Linked DNA regions of Ovis aries: all the other regions are linked to region 2. Evidence: chromatin contacts called from public Hi-C data. All regions are on one chromosome and are shown on one strand. Each heading gives the region's core, a stretch centred on a gene start, on an enhancer-like site or on the middle of the called end of the contact. The rest is flanking DNA. Distances are from core to core; before and after follow the strand shown.

Evidence for each region. A called contact is a pair of places that touch in the nucleus more often than the background predicts.
Region 1: a Hi-C map of blood shows a contact between it and region 2, with 2.7 times the contacts expected there. The contact joins the enhancer-like site here to the promoter of CD44 in region 2. A contact is called at or near these places in 2 of 16 Hi-C or Micro-C datasets (both in blood).
Region 3: a Hi-C map of tail adipose tissue shows a contact between it and region 2, with 2.0 times the contacts expected there. The contact joins the enhancer-like site here to the promoter of CD44 in region 2. A contact is called at or near these places in 4 of 16 Hi-C or Micro-C datasets (blood, muscle, skin fibroblasts and 1 more).

The regions. Positions count from the first base shown.
Region 1 is chr15:64,489,158-64,494,273 of ARS-UI_Ramb_v3.0, forward strand. It overlaps CD44 (CD44 molecule (Indian blood group)), which reads left to right. Exons shown (of 11, transcript XM_060399518.1): 2 at 4,884-5,049. Among named protein-coding and RNA genes, the nearest start is that of CD44, 34 kb to the left of the region's middle. Within about 2 kb of position 3,439, at least 10 of the 54 cell types and tissues checked have an H3K27ac peak or open chromatin away from gene starts, as enhancers often do.
Region 2 is chr15:64,454,832-64,459,385 of ARS-UI_Ramb_v3.0, forward strand. It overlaps CD44 (CD44 molecule (Indian blood group)), which reads left to right and starts at 2,952. Exons shown (of 11, transcript XM_060399518.1): 1 at 2,952-3,144. The coding sequence starts at 3,078.
Region 3 is chr15:64,404,325-64,409,242 of ARS-UI_Ramb_v3.0, forward strand. No RefSeq gene overlaps it. Among named protein-coding and RNA genes, the nearest start is that of TRNAC-GCA, 16 kb to the right of the region's middle. Within about 2 kb of position 1,902, at least 27 of the 54 cell types and tissues checked have an H3K27ac peak or open chromatin away from gene starts, as enhancers often do. A contact at or near this core is called in muscle and tail adipose tissue, where this site is marked.

The DNA of each region.
Region 1 (5,116 bases), core at 2,189-4,688, 35 kb after region 2:
CTTGGAGAGGATGACTGTGAAGTCCAGACAGACAACACTGGCTACAGAGCTGGAAGTTGGTCTCTGCAACATTTGCTTTCAGGGAAAACAGCATAAGTTCTCAGAAGCAAACGCTCCAAGACATTTGCAATATCTACTGGGGAATTCTCAACCAGGGCCAGCTGCTGATTCTTTTAGACACGATGCGGGGAGTGGACCTGAGACGTGTTTTGTAGCTCACACAATCTGTTTGTCCTGGGGGAAGTGGGGAAGCATTTCCTCCCTTCATTTGTTCCATGGGTGCCTACCTCTATGGTACTGCACAGGGTCCTGGGGAGAGACGCAGTCACTGCTCCCAGGAAGCCCACAAGGAAGTTCCAAAATTTTAGAATCCTGGAATTTCTCATTAATGAAGAAACCTTAAAGGAAGATCCCCTGGAAGAGGGCATGGCAGCCCACTCCAGTATTCTTGCCTGGAGAATCCCATGGAAAGAGAAGCTTGGTGGGCTATAGTCCATGGGGTCACAAAGAGTCAGACACAACTGAGTGACTAACACTTTCACTTGAAAGATAATGATTTCTTATCATTCTTTACCTATTTCTGTCATAGACATCTTTGAGAAACTAATGGAAACCCAGGGATGCTGTCTCCAGCGAAACACCTACACACGTGTACACGCTTGCGTGCATATGTGTGCAGATACATAGATAGGTACATATACACAGAATCTTGCATATAAGTAATTTCACAGGTTTATAGACTCCTGAAGACCCGCTCATGAAAACTTCTTGTCCCTCAGCCCTACTGGTCAACTGTGTGACATCCCCTCCCCCATGCTACTCACCTCCTAGGAAAGTCTGGAGACCCTCAGAGGCGAGTTGGGTAAAGATTACACAGTGTGGTACTCTCAGAAGAGGCTGTGATTTTCTTCCACTTGTGAAGCGACTGGAGCAAACCAAGAAGCTACTCATCTCAGGCCCTAGGCAAGATTTTGAAATGTGCTGGGGTGATGTTACTAGAAAGATCTATTTTTCTTGATGTGAGTCTTAGTGAAAAATATAGGCAAGATTAATAGTGTTATGGGTCAGCTTTGGTGTATCCAAAAACAAATATACCTAGAACCCCACGGAATTGGTGTCATAGCCCAGGAGTTGGAACCCTGACTCCCCGACTTGGGTGACTTTGGACACATTATTTAATTTGTTTGTGCCTCAGTTTCTTTCTGTCTAAAATGGGCTTGGCAGTAGTACCTATTCCATAGCACTTTTGTGAGAATTAATTTAGCTGAAGTAGATCACCCGCCTAATGAGTATAAAACACCCATTGGCTCTAATTAAGTGCCAAACATCATATGGAGTGTTTGACATGCTTTGTCTCATTTCACGGTCCCACAAACCCCGATGGCACTGTCATCCCATCAAGGAGAAGGCTGAGTGTCAGAGAGGAACTATCTATCTGTGTAACCCAGAGCTAGTAGCAATGTCAGGACTTTAAGCCAGGTATATCTGGGTATATCTCCTCTAAGTTGAACTACAAGGCTTCAATGTGAGTTGGTGCCAGGGAGTGGATTACACAGGTCTCTTGGTGAGCACGTTTTTTTGTGGTCTTCCCGACAGGCCACTGATAGAGCTCTTCCCACATGGGCAGTGAGATCCCTGGGTGCCGGGCCCATGGTTTCTCTGTCCTCCTGGCAACTGCATCATAACAAACACTCTTCCTCCTTCAGATGCCACCCTGAATCTGAAAGTGGCCTCCAACCATTAGTGTTACCCATCAGATCTCTCAGAGGGAGGAACATGGGATCACTCCTTTATTTCATGATTTATTGGAGACCAGAGGGTCCAGCGGAAAGCAATCTTGATTCATGTCCAGCTGGACAGGCTTATTGGAGAGATGCATTTGGCCATTTACTATTAGGCCCTTGAGTCACGGCAGCTCCTGGATCACAGAGATCTCTGTTTATCCAGAGCAATGCCCAGATATCTGGGGAGTCCTGCCTCACTACAGGTGTTGGCAGTGTGGCCATTGCCAGGGACACAGGAGGCTGTCCTGTGATTTGTGGTCCATGGCTACTCATGCCTCAGCCTTGCTCTAACTTAAACCTTGGGATATTTCTGGCTCTACATGGGGGAGGTTGAGAGTGCATAAAATGTTTTGTAAATTAGGTTTAGAAGTAGTGGCCTGGTGGTTAATCCTGTGGTCTCTTGGTGCCCAGACTGGCTGGGTTTGAATCCTAGCTCCATCATTGTGAGTTCTGTGAACCTGGGCACACTTCTTCCCCTCTCTGTGCCTCAGTTTCTGTATCTGGAAAGTGGGGACAATAATATTACCTACCGTATACGGATAAAATGAGTTGCTGCGAAGTTGCTTCAGTCATGTCTGACTCTGTGCGACCCCATAGATGGCAGCCTACCAGGCTCCTCCATCCTTGGGATTCTCCAGGCAAGAACGCTGGAGTAGGGTGCTATTTCCTTCTCCAATGCATGAAAGTGAAAAGTGAAATTGAAGTCGCTCAGTCGTGTCTGACTCTTCGCGACCCACGGACTGCAGCCTACCAGGCTCCTCCGTCCATGGGAGTTTCCAGGCAAGAGTACTGGAGTGGGGTGCCATTGCCTTCTCCATAAAATGAGTTAATACTTGTCAAATGGGTAGAAGAATGTCTGGCCTATACATCATAAGTGCACAATATGTGTTAACAGCTATTATTGCTGTTAGTATTACTAATACCCTTTGGGGGTAGTAATTTCTGCTTGTGTAAGTGTTAAGGAAGTGTTGGAAAGTCTTCATACATTTTGAAGACTTAACGGATACACAACCCTGAAAGGCTTGGTCCTTTTTAAGGCATGAGGGACCCAGAGGGGAGGAATATGAATACTCTTGACCTGAAATGAAGGTTTTGGAACCGTCTTTGGAATTCCCAGATGGCTGAATGCCATCAGGGCTAGGATAGAACCTTTTTTATGTGTGAGATTAAGATGAATATAAGCTGTGGAATCCTCACATTGCATAGAATTTCTTCATTCATCCAGCAGCCCCTTTTCTGAGATCTACTGCACGCCCTGTTTAATCTTCGTGTTTCTAGGAAGGCTGAAGCTAGATTTTATCCATGCTTTCCTGTCTTGGCTGACCATAAGCACACACCACACACACTCACTATTCTCACACACACGTAGAGACACCCTCACACTTGCGTGTGTGTTGTCTATCAAGGGATGTTGTTTGCTCCTCGTGGAACTCAAGAGATTTTATTCACAAGTATCAATCTGAATGGTTCCTTTCGTATTTGCATATTCTACATGCCAGGTGGCAAACTCAAATTTATGTTAATAACACAGAAACTGCCATTTAGCTCCAAGCCACCGTCCATGCCTCAGACTTTATATTTAACCTGGGAGTGACAGCAGCCACCCGGCTGCGTGCTGACGGCCACGCCCTGCCTCTCCTGGCATCTGCTGAGATCTCTCCTAACAGTCTCACCTCCAAGAAGCTGATTGGGAGGCTTTGTTTCTCTTTTGTAAGCTACACACAGAGGGCCTCCGGAAGGACAGTCACCCAGCGCAACAGTTTCTCTTGGCAAAGATTGGCCAACCGAAGCCAAAGCTGAAAATGTCAGTAAAAACAAACAGGATTTCAAAAGCGCCTTGTCCGTTCCCCTCCTCTGTGCTCCTCTAGCCTCATCAGCCAAGCGTTGTGTGAGTGGCTTCCGAAGGACACCATTAGACCAGAAAGGAAATCCCCCAAACACGTTTGCTCCATCTCACCTAGTTCTGACACTTTTTTAAAAGCATCTCTGCACTGATGAAACAAAAGGAAACCACTTGATACTGCCTTATGTCTTCTCAAAGCTCCATTTCTTCTTTCACTATGTTCAGAATCGAGAAAGATTGTGGCGAGGCTTCACAGTTCTCTTATCATCTCGGTTTGTACTTTGTCAGACACTGTTTTCTCATGGTTGGAAGCTACTTCCTGCTCAGAGAGGAGAGAGCACTTGTTGTCCTTACAGTTCCATTAACACCGATCCTATCTTCGTCATTAGGTCACAGTTGTTCAGGCGTGTCCCTCCAGAGTGAAGACTGGCTCTAATGACATGAAAGGATTCCTGAGCACACGGGAATAAGTGGATCAGAGTGTGGGTTTTGGTGTTAAATAGACCTGAGATGGAATTCCAGCTCTGCCACTTAATTGCTGGGTGACTTTGGGAAGTCATTTCCTTTTTCTCAGCTCCAGTTTCTTCACCTATGAATAATATGTATATAACTTACCTATAAGTCACCTCGCAGGCTTCTTGAAAGATGATGCCACACAGAACCCCAAAGAATCTAGGTACCCAGGGACGCTGCAGTCACAGGCATCCCCACCCTGGCTATCAGCTCGGAACTGTATTGCTGAAACAGAACAGCTGGGATTCAGGAAGGCAGCTACAGGCTCTGGACAGCAATCCTCACTTCCTTGGGCAGCTCACTTTTCTGAGCCTCAGTTTTCTCAATGATGTGCTCAGTCGCTCAGTCGTGTCTCTCTGTGGTCCCATGGACTGTAGCCAGCCAGGCTCCTCTGTTCATGGTATTCTCCAGGCAAGAATACTGGAGTGGGTTGCCGTTTCCTCCTCCAAGAGATCTTCCCAACCTAACGATCGAACTCAGGTCTCTTGTCTCCTGTGTTGGCAGGTAGGTTCTTTATCGCTAACGCCACCTGGACAGAATGTACAAGTGGTGCTACTTTCCTGCGTTTTATCTCAGGTTTAAGCATGAGGCAGCAGTGCTTTGACATGCTGCAGTGAAGGTGGAAGGCTCTGGCCAGTAGGGAAGATTATTTGGCTTTGCAATGAGGCTACTCCAAAACAAAGTTCTTACCCTTTCCAAATGATGGATGCAGAACAACCTAACTGTTTCTTTTCATCCCACAGATCTGAATATAACCTGCCGATATGCAGGCGTATTCCACGTGGAGAAGAATGGTCGCTACAGCATCTCCAAGACTGAGGCTGCCGACCTCTGCAAGGCCTTCAATAGCACGCTGCCCACCATGGCCCAGATGGAGGTGGCCCGGAGCATAGGGTTTGAGACCTGCAGGTAAGGGACCAGCACCCGCCTACGCCCCAACTAAGCCCACTGAGGAAGGCAAGCTGCCTGGGTCCAG
Region 2 (4,554 bases), core at 1,702-4,201:
CTGATTGTTTACTGCACAAGTGCAAAGGGGACCAAGGTTCAAGATGACCCAATATAGTGGTTTTTAATATTTGCGTGAAGTCAAATTCTTTGTCAAAATGAAATCTCATTCAGCAGTCTAGTGTATAACATTGATGCCAGAGGGAGCTCTGTGGCTGGGATGGGGACTCTAGTGGGGGAGGCATGCTGCTGCTGCTGCTAAGTCGCTTCAGTCGTGTCCAACTCTGTGCGACCCCAAAGATGGCAGCCCACCAGGCTCCTCTATCCTGGGGATTCTCCAGGCAAGAATACTGGAGTGGGTTGCCATTTCCTTCTCCCATGGGGGAGGCATAGCCCACACCTAAGCCTTTGCTTTGATCCCTGTGTATGTTTCTGAGGAGTCTCCAAGGAAATACCTAGTTCCATGCATGGAACAGAAAGACAAACATTGTTTCCAGTCTTTCTAGTGACTACAAATATCCATTCCACTTTCCCCCTCTTCTCCAAAACAAAACAAACAAGAAAAAAAGCTGAAAACCCTGGAAGTGACACAAAACAGCCACGGTCATTCCTTGTCCAGTGTTCTCTCCACGAAACTCACCAGGGCTGGTTTCTCACGTGATCAGAGCCTGAAGATCTGCCTGGAAGCCAGTTTGCCCCCAGTTGCTGAAGGAAAGTGTCCTCTTGGTCACAGATGGCTCGGCCAAGTCAGCTACTATTGTAGCGTTTATCAGCATACCTGTTGGTCAAGTGGGGCTCTTTGTTTCAGACGGGCCACCCCTTTGGACGTGGAATGTCAGCCACTGAGCAGCTGGGGAACAGTAAGTCCAGCGATCTTTCAGCTCCAAATACTCTCCCTGAAAATGCAAGAGGAACAGCCCCTAGTCAAGCAGGCTCTTCCCAACTCAAAACTCACACTGAACTACATAGCATTTGTTCTAAATGTTTGTCTCCCTGCAAGTTCATATGTTGAAATCTTAACTTCCAGTGTGAGGCTATTAGGAGGTGGGGCTTTTGAGAGGTAGTTTAGGTCATGTGAGTGGAGCTCCCGTGAATGGGATTAGTGCCTTTATAAGCAGATGCACACAAGAGAGCTTGTCCTCTCTCTCGCCCTCCATCCCCTTCTCTCCCTCTTGTGAGGACAGGACAGGACAGAGAAGATGACTCTCTGCAAACCAGAAGAGTGTTCTCACCAGAACCGGACCATACTGGCACCCTGATCGTGGACTTCTCAGCTTCCAGAACTGTGAGAAATAAATCGGTCATTTAAGCCACCCAGTCTATAGTACTTTGTTATGGCAGCCTGAACTAAAGCAGTAGGGATGGCTGCACAATTTCATGACTGCATGAAAAGCTACCTAATGGCTAAAATGTTAAATTTTCTATTAGGTGTATTTTAGTACAACAACAGCAACAGCAAAGTAAACTTTCATTGACTTCCTGTTTCTTAGGGATCAAGCTCAAACTTCCTAGTATAATTTACAAACTGGCCCCTGCTTACCCCCTAGCCTCATATCTTGCTGTCCTCCTTCAATCTTTTTATCTGATCAAATGTTCCAATTGCTCTCCAAAATAAAAAAGTGGTTACTTTGCTTTAAAAATGCTGGCAAGGCTCTTTCAGGGTCTCTTCACAGTTTCTGGTATCAGATTCAGTAGTCCAAGTTAGCAATAAATGCTGCACTTGCTTTTCAAATATTGTATCACAATGTTACAGATAGATATGGAATTATAGTGCAAAGTATGATTTTTTCAAACTCAAAATGAGGAATATGACAATCTCCTCCCTTTTCTGAGATTTGCTGAGTAGAATAGATTAGGATAGAAAGTGGATTAATATTCATGTAGATAGGAATATAAACGGGACCAAGAAAGAAGGGATCGATGTGTGGGTGGGTGAGAGGAGGGGTAAAATGATGAATGGATATGTAGATGATGGATGGATGGATGGATAGATAATGTGTGAGTACATGTATGAACAGATATGTGGGTATGGATGGATGGAGGGGAGAATAGTATATAGATGGATGTGGCTTTACAAAGAGATGTGAAAAGATTAATAGATGGATGAGAAGTTGTATGGGAGGGTGGTTGGAAGAAGATGTGGTTGATGGATGGGTAGACAGAATGGCTGGACAGGAGGCTGGGTGCATGTCAGTGCATACCGATGGACAGGAGGGTAAATAGATGTGTGAGCCCTGGAGAGACACAAGATAAAATGGGTAGATAGAGGAACCCGTGGGTGTTTGGGAGGATGAGTGAGAGTGTGAGTAAGCCAAGGAGGAATGGATAGACGGAACCAGGTGCCAGCCTGGGACCGGAAGATGATGTACAGGTCAGTAGAGCCAAATACCAGCCCCGTGGCTGGCTACCATTAGCTTTCCCTGAGCAGTCCTGCTAAGAATCAAAAGTCCACCCGAAGCGTGTTAATGAACTCCCTTCTCTTTCAAGGGAAGGTCGACGAGCTCTTCCTCCCTTCCCTGGAAGAATCGCAAGCTCCCGACCATGCGCAGGGGAAAACCACACTTCCACGGTCCCAGCCCCTCTCCCAGAATATCCAGCTGCCTGTGAAACCCACAGAGAAGAGTTCCCCAGCCTGAGTCAAAAGAGAAACTTCGCGGAGGGGAGAGGCCAGAGGCTGAACCCAAAGGGGCGAGGTTTCAGGACTCAGTTATTCCCTCCTGCGTCCAGAGGCTGCGCTCCCAGCCGCCAGGAGAGAAAAGTCGGTGCGTCCTGGGTGCACGGGGACCCCCTCGGCCCTCCGGGGTGCGCGCCCAGACACCCCGCTTTATTATCTCGGGGGAGAACGGGGCGGGGGCGGAGGGGCCAGGGCTAAGGAGAGCTGGTACGTCTTTAAACTTCTGCGGGCTGCTTAGTCACAGCCCCCTCGCTTGGGTGTGTCCTCCCTCGCTCCCTCCCTCTTAGGTCACTCTCAACCCTCGAATAAAAACTGCACCCAACTTCCGAGGCGCCCTCATTGCCAGCCGGACCCCAGCCTCCGACAGGTTCGGGCGCCCTGCTTGCCCCGTGCTTCGCCGGCCCCCGCCCAGCGCCCGGCCCCTCCGGCTCCACTCCGCTCGCTCGGTCGGTCGCTCCGACGCCATGGACACGTTTTGGTGGCGCGCAGCTTGGGGACTCTGCCTCGTGCAGCTGAGCCTGGCGCAGATCGGTGAGTGCCCGCCCGGACGGGAGGGAGTGGCCCGGACCCAGCCGGGCGGGCTCCGTTGGCCCTGGCGGGGTCGGGGTCAAGTGGGCGGCGAGCGGCTGGGATTTGGCGAAGGAGGACCGGGCGAGGATTTGCGCTAAGCTCTTGGAGAGCCTGTCGTTGGGAAGCACCGTTTTGTGGAACGGCAAAAAGAAAGGGCGCAGAAAAGTTTGCTGGGCAGCAGGCTGTTGGCGCGCGGTTTGGGGTGGGGTGGTTGGAGCCGGTGGAGCACAAGGAACTGTACTCCTGGGTGCGCGCAGCCTGTCTGGACTAACACACTCCTGTGCCCAAGGGCACTTCAAGCCAGGCTGCGCAGGGCAGGGACAGGGGCTGGGGTAGGGACAGGGGTGCTAGCGAGGTGGCCATAGAGGTGGGCACTGTTGCCCTCTGTGAGGGTTGGTGGCAACAAGCTTCCCAGAATGGGGTCCCGCGTTCCTGTGGCTCTCCCATTTCACCTAGGTTCCAAAGCTCTTACAGTTGGCTCCAGTCACGAACAATCTTAACGCTTGTGGGAACTTGAACCTTCTCTGTGGCAAGGTTCTGGGTCGCCACGAGGTGCCAGCCTGGGGCAGGGAGTGTGAGTAGGATAGGCAGTGACTCGGCCAGCTGCTCCATCCTGGCAACCTCCTGCAGGCTGCCAATCAGTTAGGGGAAATCCAGACAGTCATGTGGCTCCCAGTGGGTGCCTGGCAGCCTCGGAGCAGGACAGAGAAGCAGGCTCCTGGGTGGCATCAGGGATCCCGGCGCCTGTATCCCATCCCCACAGGGTCCGTTCTTCTCAGGGGCTGTCGAGGGGGTGGCTGCGTGTGAGGTATTCTGGCAAGGCTGAACTCCAAGCATTCCTTTTCTTTGTCTTTATATGTGCAGATAATTACATGGCTGATTTGCTTATCGCTAGCAAAATTAATTTTTCTTTTAAGAAGTGCCAGCTGGGTCATTAAGACAGCTCAACCTATGGTTAATTCTACTCAGCAAGTGTTTATTAAACCCAGCTCTGGGGGTACCAGGAAAGTAAGAGACACAGTCCTACCGGGGTACTTTAGACTGAGAGGATAAGTGAGGGTCTAGGATTTAGATTCCTGAATCAGAAAAGTAATAATTAATAATAATAATTAACAGTAATCATAATGGCAGCACCAGCCACCATTTATTATACATTTGGGCTGGGCCAGGCACTGTGCTAAATTCTTTACACGCGTTATCTCGTTTTACCCTCAACAATGGCCCACTGAGAAGTGTCCTGTCGTTAGCCCCGTTTTGCAGGAGGGCAGCAAACCGAAGCTCAGAGAGCTTAAGTGACTTGTCTGTGTTCACACAGTCAGAAGACTGCTGGTTCTGTGAACCAAGCTTCTTTGCCTGTTGCTTGGTTAGCAC
Region 3 (4,918 bases), core at 652-3,151, 52 kb before region 2:
ATTTCCTGAATGAATAAATGAATTCTTGGCTCATTCCTATTTGATATCATCACTATCATAATTTCCCTGTCACACCTTTTAATTCTCCTCCCTTTCCTAGCAAAGCAAACACAAACACACACACACAACAAAAAAACCCCCGCAATATACTATTAATCCCCCCTCCTCAACTTCATAGTTCTAATAATCTTGTATATTATATATATTTTACATACACACATATATAATACATACATTATTTTATATGTATATTTTATCTATCTACACATACATTATATTTTTCTTTAAGATGGGAGATTTGGAGTGTGGAGGGCCAAGGGAAAAGAATTTGGGGAATTCTTCAGCCGGCTGACCTCTGCCCTGCTCCCAGCTCCCTGTCCATGCTCCCCTTTACCCCTGGCCAGCCACCCTCCCCTCAGAGTCCTGCCTGGTGAGTTCTGCCCCCCAGCAGCCTGCAGCATTTGGGCTGAGATGGTTGGAGCCCGCAGGTTCAGCCTGTCCGGGATCCTCCTCATTGACACACGTGGACCAGGCTGCTGCTTTTGAAGGCCAGCATTGGCGTGTGACTTGAATCAGGAACCGGCATCTAGAACTCTGGAATGGAGAGGGAGCTGGGTGGAAGAAGCAGCAAGCCTAGTTCCCCACCGCTGACTGATTCTGTTTGCGCTGTTTCCTCTCTTCACCACAGCACCACAGCACCACGTGGGGTTACCAAGGAGATAGCAGAGAACAGAGCCGGCTGAGACGCGGGGGCGTGGGCGGCAGCAGACGGTCACTGAGGACAACGCCCTCGCCCTAGGCCCCGCCCCTCCTCCCACGCAGGAGCTGGAATTCGAGGGGCTGCTTTTGGAATTCAAACCAGAGCTTGCCCACACCTACTCTCTGGTCCTCCTCCGTGCCTCTCTGAGGAGGAGGATCTGCGGGCTTGGATCCTGCTCCTAGATCTGCTGGCTTTTCTGAGCCCTGGGCGTGTATTTGTGTTGTAAGAAAACACCTGGGTTTTCTCAAGGGGCGGAAGAAATTGGCGGCTGAGCTACTCTGCTCTCGCGTGGATGAAAGGCTGTGGATGAGGCTGTTGATCACCACGGAGGCCCTGGACAGTTGCAGGAGCCAGGCCCCGAGACCTAGATTCCTCTTCTGAACTAGCCTGTCTTTAGCAGGACTAAGTGATAGCATGGGGACATCCACACCAAGCTTTGAGAAGGAACAATGCCTTCTAACCGCTAGCTCTGATGATGAGCTGGCCCCGTTTGTACATGCCAATGCCTAAATGAGACTATGTTTGGATTTGACAAGTCTTTAGTAATACACGGTAATCACGGAAATTCCGTTAATTCATGCTGCTAGACGTACGTCTATGGGGTGGCACAGAGTCGGACACGACTGAAGCGACGCAGCAGCAGCAGCAGCAGCAGATGTACCTGGTGCTTTCATCTTTACAAAGCTTGTGTCCCTTCTCAGCCTTCCACCCACGAGGGGGGCTTTATCTCTCCCGCTTTACAGATGAGAAAGTGGAGGAACTTTCTGCTAACATAAATGTATTAGGAAAGTGTTTCAAATGAAGATCTCACCCAGACATGGGGTGTTTCCCTCTCGCTCCTGGTAGACAAGTTCCTTAAACAGGAGTCTCACGAGTCTGAGGCCTGAAACCACAGAGCTTACTGATGTAGCTGCAAACTGCAGCTCTCAGCCAGAAAGAGAAAAGTCTAGAAGAGAAAGCACATTGCATTGGAGGACCTTAGCATGTCTCTCACAGGCGGACTATTTACATGTGTTCCCCTCACGGTCTCCATAGCAACTGGCAGAGATGCAAAAATGCTTCGTCAGTATTTGTTACAGAGTGAGAAGAGAGCGCTGGAGATCCTCTTTCTCCCAGCAGTCAGGGCTATTTCCATCCGCTGGCTTCATGACTTCTCCCAGCAGCCACTTGGCAGGACAGTTTCAAACAGCAGGGAGCCTGTGAATCAATCGGATTGGCATCTGAGCCTTGCAGGATGGAGGGACCTCATCTCCTGCTCCCTCTTGCAGGCAATTATGCACGGAGTCAGGAAGGAATTTTGCTATTAAGAAGTCTCAATAATAAGGAGCTGAGAGGTTGTGGTTTCCAGCTTTTAACCACAACATTTAAGGCGTGGCTCCATTTTCCTTATAGTTTCCAAGTGCACATCATTGCCTAATTCTCCCCAGAGAATCGAAATTGCTTTGTGATGTATATGTATCAATGATGTGAGCTAAGGCTCAGGGCCAGCAAACAGTCTCTTTCAGAAACCTTCCTCCCCAACCCTCTCCCATGTTGCACCTTTAAGTGATAGCTTCCACCCTTCTACCTCCCATGCTGATGGGCTCCTTATTCCGGAATGGGGGCTCCACAGTCACCTTGCTGTGATGAAAATTGTAATTCAACTCCCCGTATGTGCCCCAGAATATTGTATCTCCAGCGTTTCAGTTTGTGACTTACACTATGTGATTTATGTGCTATTGGTTAGTGTGTCAAAACCTTCTAAGTGCTTTGGGAGAAAGAGCAATCAGAGAATCTCTGACCTTCAAAGGTCTTACAGTCTAGTTTAGCTCTTATATAGCATGCAACCCAGCGTTACACTCTCAACATGAGACCAGCACATCTGTTAAGGCCCATAGGAGAAACTGAGTACCTATGCAGTTGTCCCTGGTGGGGCTGGACTCATGGCTGAGTGACTGGTGCCATCGATTCATGCTCAGAGGACTCGCTTGGGGTTTAATGTCCTAACACTGCCATCTTACAAGTCTTAATTTGACTTTGAGTTTGTATTTTCTGAGTGAAGTCTGTTGGGACAATGGAGCTCAGCTCACTATCCCAGCTTCCGGTAGAAGCAGATGCAGGTAGGGGGGTGGCTGGGCGGCACCCCATGGCATCTTGGGGGGGAGCATGGCAGTACTGTCCCTTCCCGAGGCTGGCAGTACCGCAGTGCACTTGACTGAGTGGGAGCCTCTCAGTCATTCGCATCGGTGTGCCCAGTGTGTGATGAATTTAATATACTCAAAATAAAAAAATAAAAATAAAAAAACAACAACAAAAAAATAATATACTCAAAATAATCATGATTTTTAGAATCGACTACATTTATTTTTTTCAAGCATTTGTTTATTATGGTGAAGCAAGCACAATGTAAAATTTACATCATAAATCTACCTTGTGGGAGATTTTCCTAGAGACTAAACTGACTGAATTTTTGTTCTCTAAATCCAGACAGACATGTTAAGTGTTGAAAAGTCTCATGCTAATGATTTCTTTCAATGCTCTTCCAGCTTTGGAAAGGAGATTCCCCTTAGAGGTATATTTTTAGCAAAATAACATCTTGTAAATTTTCCTCTTCTTGCGCTCAACAGATAGCTGATGGCATAGGAGGCTGGCTGGTCCATGCTGACACCATTCATTGGGTATCTGCCATGATACGAGCTGAACCCTGGGCCCTGGGCAACATGGAAGATGTAGAGAAAAAAGATGGTCTCTGCCTCTAGGAAGCATGTGAGACCTTCAGCTAGGGAAGAGAGATAAATCTATAGCTGCTGAAGGGAGCTGGCTAAGAGCTCATGGGCAGCTGGAAGGTCTTCGTGGCTCACTCCACTCAGAGCACCGTGTTGTCAGGAGAAGGCTACTTGGCCCAGACTGAACAAGTGGAACCTCGGTCTACTTGTGAACAAGGCTTGATGACTTACAGGCCATTGGGAGTTGCTGTCCACAGCTTGACACATTTTGAGCCTGGACACATTTGAGCCTTTGTGTTCTCTCTCTAGCACAGGAATTGCTTTTGGAAAAGCACCATTTCTTGGGTCAACATGGAGATTACCCTGTGGAAGACCCTGGATATATGAATTATTACTGACAAATATTATTGAGGGTTTGTTTTATGTGAGAAAGCATGGCAGATTCCAGGCATATAGACCCTGCTTTCAAGGTCTCATGGTAGATTAGAAGAGATACAGATGTATGCAAATGACCAAAGTGTGCCTGGAAATATGGCATGGGGGTGTACTTAGTTGCTTCAGTCATGTCCATCTCTTTGCAACCCCATGGACTGTAGCCCACCAGGCTCCTCTGTTCATGGGATTCTCCAGGCAAGAATACTGGAGTGGGTTGCCATCTTCTTCTTCAGGGGATCTTCCCAACCCAGGGACTGAACCTGTGTCTCCCGCATCTCCTACATTGCAGGTGGCTATCCACTGAGCCACCTGGGAAAGTGACAATCAAAAGACCTAATATGGAATCTTGGCTCTGACCAGCTGGCTCTGTGACTTTAGTCACATCTTGTAATTTCCCTGGGCTTTGGTTTCTTTATTTGCAAAAGAGATTTGTGGCTGGGAGAAGAAAAATTGTCTATTTGGTCTCCAAGTTGCCTTTCTGTTTTAAAATTTCCTGTCTCTTTGAACCTCCTAGAAATAATCATAGGCAAGATTCTCTCTGACGTTGTGTTGGATTTCTAGGTCTTCTGTAACAAAGTACCACAGACTGAGTTGTCTAAATAACACAAATGTATTGTCTCACGGTTCTGGAGACTGGGGTCTGAGATCAAGGTGTTAGCAAGATGGTTCTTTCTGAAAACTGGAATAGTCTGTTTCATGCCTCTTGCTTAGTTTCTGGAGGTTTGCTGGAAATCTTTGACATTCCTTGGCTTATACAGTTCTGTCTTCATGATCTTCTGGTGTTCTCCCAAGTGCATCTATGTCCAAATTTCTTTTTTATAATGACACCAGTCTTATTGACTTGGGTCATATACCTCAGCATAGCCTCATTTTTAATTGTATAATCTCATGTTAACTAATTACATCTGCAATAACCCTGTTTCCAAAGGAAGTCTCATTCCGAGGGGCAGGATTTCAGTGTAGGAATTGTGGCCTTCACAATTCATACTCTGTGGGGGTAGACAAAATTCAACTCATA